Regions from separate parts of the Triticum aestivum genome. Here region 1 is linked to region 2. Evidence: chromatin contacts called from public Hi-C data. All regions are on one chromosome and are shown on one strand. The core of a region is the stretch at or near the end of the contact, and the rest is flanking DNA. Distances in the headings are between cores, read along the strand shown. Region 1 holds the start of LOC123092786 (thaumatin-like protein 1). Region 2 holds the start of LOC123092785 (UDP-glycosyltransferase 83A1).

What was found. A called contact is a pair of places that touch in the nucleus more often than the background predicts.
Region 1: a Hi-C map of leaf shows a contact between it and region 2, with 3 times the contacts expected there. The contact joins the promoter of LOC123092786 here to the promoter of LOC123092785 in region 2. A contact is called at or near these places in 2 of 5 Hi-C or Micro-C datasets (both in leaf).

What each region holds. Positions count from the first base shown.
Region 1 is chr4B:473,615,698-473,618,397 of IWGSC CS RefSeq v2.1, reverse strand. LOC123092786 (thaumatin-like protein 1) reads right to left here and starts at 1,271. Exons shown (of 3, transcript XM_044514613.1): 1 at 733-1,271; 2 at 1-625. The coding sequence starts at 787.
Region 2 is chr4B:473,105,625-473,108,324 of IWGSC CS RefSeq v2.1, reverse strand. LOC123092785 (UDP-glycosyltransferase 83A1) reads right to left here and starts at 1,312. Exons shown (of 2, transcript XM_044514612.1): 1 at 755-1,312; 2 at 1-439. The coding sequence starts at 1,274.

The DNA of each region.
Region 1 (2,700 bases), core at 22-2,521, 510 kb before region 2:
CTGGTGGGGTCGTCGAAGGCGTAGCTGTAGGAGCGCGGGCACGCCAGCTTGAACGCCTGCGAGTAGGCTGTGGGGTGGCAGGTGTTGGGGTTGGCGAACGCGCCGCTGCAGCAGTATTCCGGCTTGCCGAACGCGTCGCACGCGCTCCGGCACGCGCCGCCGCCCGCAGACCGGAGCTCCGTGGGGCACCGCAGGTTCAGGTCCGCTGAGCAGCCCGCCGCGGCGCACGTCGTGCCGGTGGGGCTGCTCCCCGCGGGCTCCACCAGGATCGGCAGGTTGTAGCCGTCCACGAGGCTCACGTCGTAGAAGTCGTTGTGCCCGCCGCCGTCGAGCGTGAACTCCGCCAGTGTCGCGGGCGTCGCCCCGTCCCGGCCGGCGCACTCCAGCGTGCCGGTGCCGCAGTCGCCCGTGGCGCACGCGAACCGCCCGGCCGCGTCCTGCGCGCAGCCCGTGCGCGCCCACATCCGGCCTGACCAGCCGGTCGGGAACGGCAGCGCGCGCGCCGCGCCGGGCGGGAGCGCGAAGCCCGTGGGCTCGATCCTCGCCGTCCCGGCGTTGGACAGGATGCCCGGCCACACCGTCCCCGTGCACCGGTTCAGGAACGTGAATGTCACAGCTCCACCCTCTGCACCAAGCAAACACAACACAAATACGATGTCAATTCAGCTCGTCATTACAAGAACTCCTCCTACAATCAACTTCACTCGATTTCTTCTACGACGATCGAATTACCTCTCAGGCATATACAAAGCAGAGCAACGACGACGCAAACTCTTTGGATTCCCATGTTCTGTTCTTGAAGCAATGCAGCTCGGCTTGGTGCTGGTGGTCACTAATGGCGAGGGCAAGGAGAGGTATATAGTGTCATTACAGCGTAGACGCAGACGCAACCTGTCAGTATCAGTACTGGCAGTCCAGCAACTCCGGCTCCAGTACTACTAGTTTAGTACAGCAGTGGGAGACAGTAGAGGGAGGTAGAGAAGTCTCGGCCTGGGAGGGAGGAGCAACCACCCATAAACTATCAGGATTAGGATGAGAGGCAGAGGCTAGAGAGTGGAGGAGCGGGAAGAAGGGGAATCTGAGCACTCCCTCCATGGCCGTATTTATAGCCTTAAGAGCGGCCGTTCACTGACCAGCTTTTATCATGCTTTCACTTTACTGAAGAAAGAATGGAATGGGGCTTGATTGGATTCAGATAACCTTTTCTTCTCTGCAATTTGCATCCGGAGGCGAAGGTCTAGGGCTAATTGTTCCCTGCTATTTCCACCATGGGCCGATCAGGATTATATCGGGGTTTGGTGCTTGGCTATGGCCGTATCTTTTGGCAGAAAGGCGCGGATTGTGCGATGAGATTTAGTGGAGGGCCAGGATGGCTATGGCTTAACCGACAGTTGTGGGGATTATTGAAGGATAAGATAATGGAATGGAGGAACCTTGCTGAAAATCTTGTTGACAATCTTGGTGCTGAATGCATCCAAGCTGATCTCTGAAAGCTCAGTAGTCGGCACTTGCATGTGCACTTATAATCCGGTTGTTGCTTCGTTTCTGAAGCGAGCAGTAAATGTCTTGAGAGAGATGGAAAACTGAAGAACTGAGATGGTTAGTGCTGGCAATCAGCTATCCAATAAAAGAGTGTTGTTCCTTAAATGACGTACTGTGTGCTTCAAGTTTACTGGACCGTCATATCTCGGTGACGTATCTGTGCAGTCTGACTTGCTGATGTGAAGAGAGTCAAGTTAATTCAGTGCAAGAAGTGAAGGCTGAAATACTGAACAGCTCGCTGCTACGCATTACAGCGAGGCAACGTTCTGAAACGAAAGATGAAGTCCCATGTGCTTATCTTATCCACACAAAAAAAGTCCCAGGTGCTTAGATCCAAATAAAATGGCACTTAGTTTCAAAGAAAGAAAAAGGAAAAATGGCACTTGGTTAGTCGGTAGACGGTGACGGTTTTGGCAAGTATTTGAAGACACTGTCTCTCGTCTCTCACTCCCTCTCTCTGACGGTTTTGGCAAGTATTTGAAGGCACTGTCTGTCATCTCTCTCTCTTTCTCTCTCTCTCTCTGAGGAGCCGTATTTGAAGACATGCCTATATTATGTCCTAAATATGTTCAGGTTTAGTTCTTGACACTTTGATGGATTTGCGAGAGGTGCATCCCAAGGGTGACAGTTAAATTTTCTCTTGCGAATGGTTAGGCGATCTAGAGGCGATTCTCTCCACCATTTTCTGATGTGTGCGCTGACGCCCGTCTACCGCAAATCTAAGCCCCCAGCAACCCGACCACCGCAAATCTAAGCCCCCAGCAACCCAACCACCACATTGGGTAGCCATCTGACCACATCTTGTCACCCATCCACCACAGAAGCCTTTGGTGTGCGGCTAGGGCGCACAATCGTACACCACTGGTAAACCCTAGTTCCCTTCTCCTGAGTCTTTGATTCCAGTTGTCCACGGAGCAGATGGATCGTGTGAAAGGCCTGATGAAGGGGTTGAAACCGTTCGATCTAGAGAGTAATGGGGGGAGGATTGCATGGAGTGATGGAAAGAAGATGGGAGTTGCGAAACTACAAGCTTTGCGAAAACTCATGTTGGATAGCTTTGCGGAAAGGATGGCATTGAGGAGGATATGGTGCCTGCCGAGAGGTTTGGATTGTAAAGATTTGGGAAACAACATTTTCATATTCCCCTTTCATCAGAAG
Region 2 (2,700 bases), core at 63-2,562:
CGGCCGGACGACTCGAGCCCGAGCGCGAGCTCCTGAAGCTGCGCCGCGGTCATGATGCTGATGCTTCCGAACGCCACGTACACGACGGATCCGCGGGGTTGCCCGTCCAGGAAGGACGTGCAGGCGTCGTCGTCGGCGTGCCAGAAGTGCCCCACGGGCGCATGTCTCGTCGGCCGTTGCCATGTGCGGAGCGGGCCGATTGGGAGGATGGTAGCCGGCGTGGGGCCGGTGAAGACGGCCGGCTCGATGTCGGAGAATGTGTTGCAGAGGAGAAAGTCGGCCTTCTCAGCGGCGGCCTGCGCGGTGGAGGTGAGGTAGTGGAACACCAGGCGCTCGGCGTCACGGTTGCCCATGTAATTCCAGGCGAGGAAGGTCGCGTCCATGGACGCTGTGGACTCGTTGAGATGGAATGAGTTGTTCTTCAAGTTAACGGGTGCTCCTGCAGCGTAGAATTATGACTTAATACGCGATTTGAAGCTCAACCGAACACAATGGGGACAACGATTGCACTTCCTGAAATATCATTTTTAGCATAATATGATTTGTAAATGGGCGGTGACCATAGATGCATTTCTTCATAACATTTTCAAACTGTTGTAGACGTTGAAATAATTTTCGGCAGAATGCAGATTGTCGTTGGATAACTGTTTGTTGGACAAACGACATGTGAGCATGTGAGGCCTACAGTGAAGCCCATAAATTGCAGCAACGACTTTGACGAGAATACAAACACGAGTTGCGTTGCTTATCTTACCGTCGTCATCGATGACGCCATCGCGTATCAGTCTCTTGGCGTTGACCAGCACCGAGAGCACGGCCGCAGACGCCGGCCAGAGCGCGGCCGACGGGAGGCCCCGACGCTTCACAACATCCAGCGCCCACGACATGCCGGAGTCGACCACCACACATGTCACCTTTCCCAGCCCCTCGCCGGCCGCGTCCTCGCCGTCGAGAAGCGCCTCCAGCTGCGGCGGGATGGCCTCCTGCATGGCGGCGTTGAGCAGGATGAGGTTCTCGTGGTCCCCGGCGTCGTCCATCCCGTCTTCGACCGCAACGAGACGCAGCCGTCCTCCTCCTGCTGAAGAGTATGCCGTCGCCGCGCCACCGGCGGCTGCGACGACGCGGCGGTGGTTGAACTTGGTGTTGACGAAGGTGACGGCGAAGCCGCGGTCGAGGAAGCGGTGGGCGAGCTCCATGAACGGGATGACGTGGCCCTGCGCCGGGTAGGGGAGGAAGAGGGCGTGCGGCGACGCAGGCGCGGCGGAGGTGGCCATCGCGTGCGTGCGTGGGAACGGGAAGTATTTGTGTGATGATCTGCCGTTTCATTTGCTTGCTCGTTGCTGCTTAAATACGGCGCGGGCCGGAACTGTGCGTGTGCGGGTCAAACCATTGCCGTGTCGCATGCTTCGGCGGCTACCACGATTCTCTGATTTTCCATCCAAAAGATCAAGCCGGTACGCAACGCAGCGTTCATACTACTTGAGGATAGGCTAGGTGTAAGTTCACTGATTTTCATTTTTCGGTCAGCCGACTGACCAAAAACTTCTGTCAGTCGATTCGCTGCTCACATCAAAAGTTTCCTACTGTGCGCACCTGCATGCTTCCTACTCGAGCGTTGTACTAGCTGCTCACTTGTCATTACCCATGAGAGCATCTCCAACAGCCGTTCAACGAGCGGCGCGCTAAAATTCAGTTTGCAGCGCGCCGATGTGTGGCGGGGAGCGTTGGCTCCAGCAGACGCGGTAAAATGCACTGCGCGCGTAGCTTCGGCAAGCGCGCTAAAATGTAGCCGCGCTCTCACACAAACACTTTTTTTAACGGTGCATACATATTTTGTTCATAGATAAAAATGATACATAGTTCATAGCATAATAAAAAAACGGTACAAAGATATTTTACATAGTTCATAGCATAGATAGATAAAGAACTACGGTGCAATTAGATAATAAAACTATGGTGCAACTAGAACCTACTCCCAGTCGTCGTCCTCCTCCTCCTCCTCATCATCGGTGGTGGTGTCCGAGGTATCGAGCCAGATGTCTTCCGAACGGTCATCTTCGGGGGAGAAGAACGACGTCCCGCCTGCCTCGACGATATCACACTGCATTATGGCTAGTGCCTTGCGTCGACCCCTATTCGACACGCTCCGCGTGGCGCCTTGCCGTCGTCTTCACCCAGAAGGCGTCCTCGGTGGCGACGTCCTTCGGGTGGCGCCGGCGCCACTCCGCCATGTCTCGCTCGTCCTCCTCGGCGATGAGGAGGCGGCGCTAAAGCCGACGGTGGTCCTCATGGTCCTGGTCTGTAATTAGACGAGGCAGAGGGGCGACGCGCTGCGCCTGCTCGCGCGTGTAGACGTCGTGAAAGTTCAACTGCGTGTGAGGCCTCCCTAGGCGCCACGTCGCCGCGTCGTACTTGCGGGCGGCCTCGTGCGCGGTCTCGAACGTGCCGAGGCTGAGGCGGACCTCACCGGAACGGATCTCGACGTAGTAGGCGTCGGAGGGGCGCTGGCGGACGCCGCGGTAGCCAGATGATCCCCGGTGGCACGGTGGTGGCGGGGCGCTGAAGCGGCGAGAAAGCGGTGGAAGCGGCGAGGAAGGCGGGGAAATGCGCGCATGGCAGTGTGGTGCAGCGCGTGGCGAGCGCCGCATTTTATATGCGCGCACGAAGCGGCGCGCCAAATTTATCGTGCGACCGACAGCT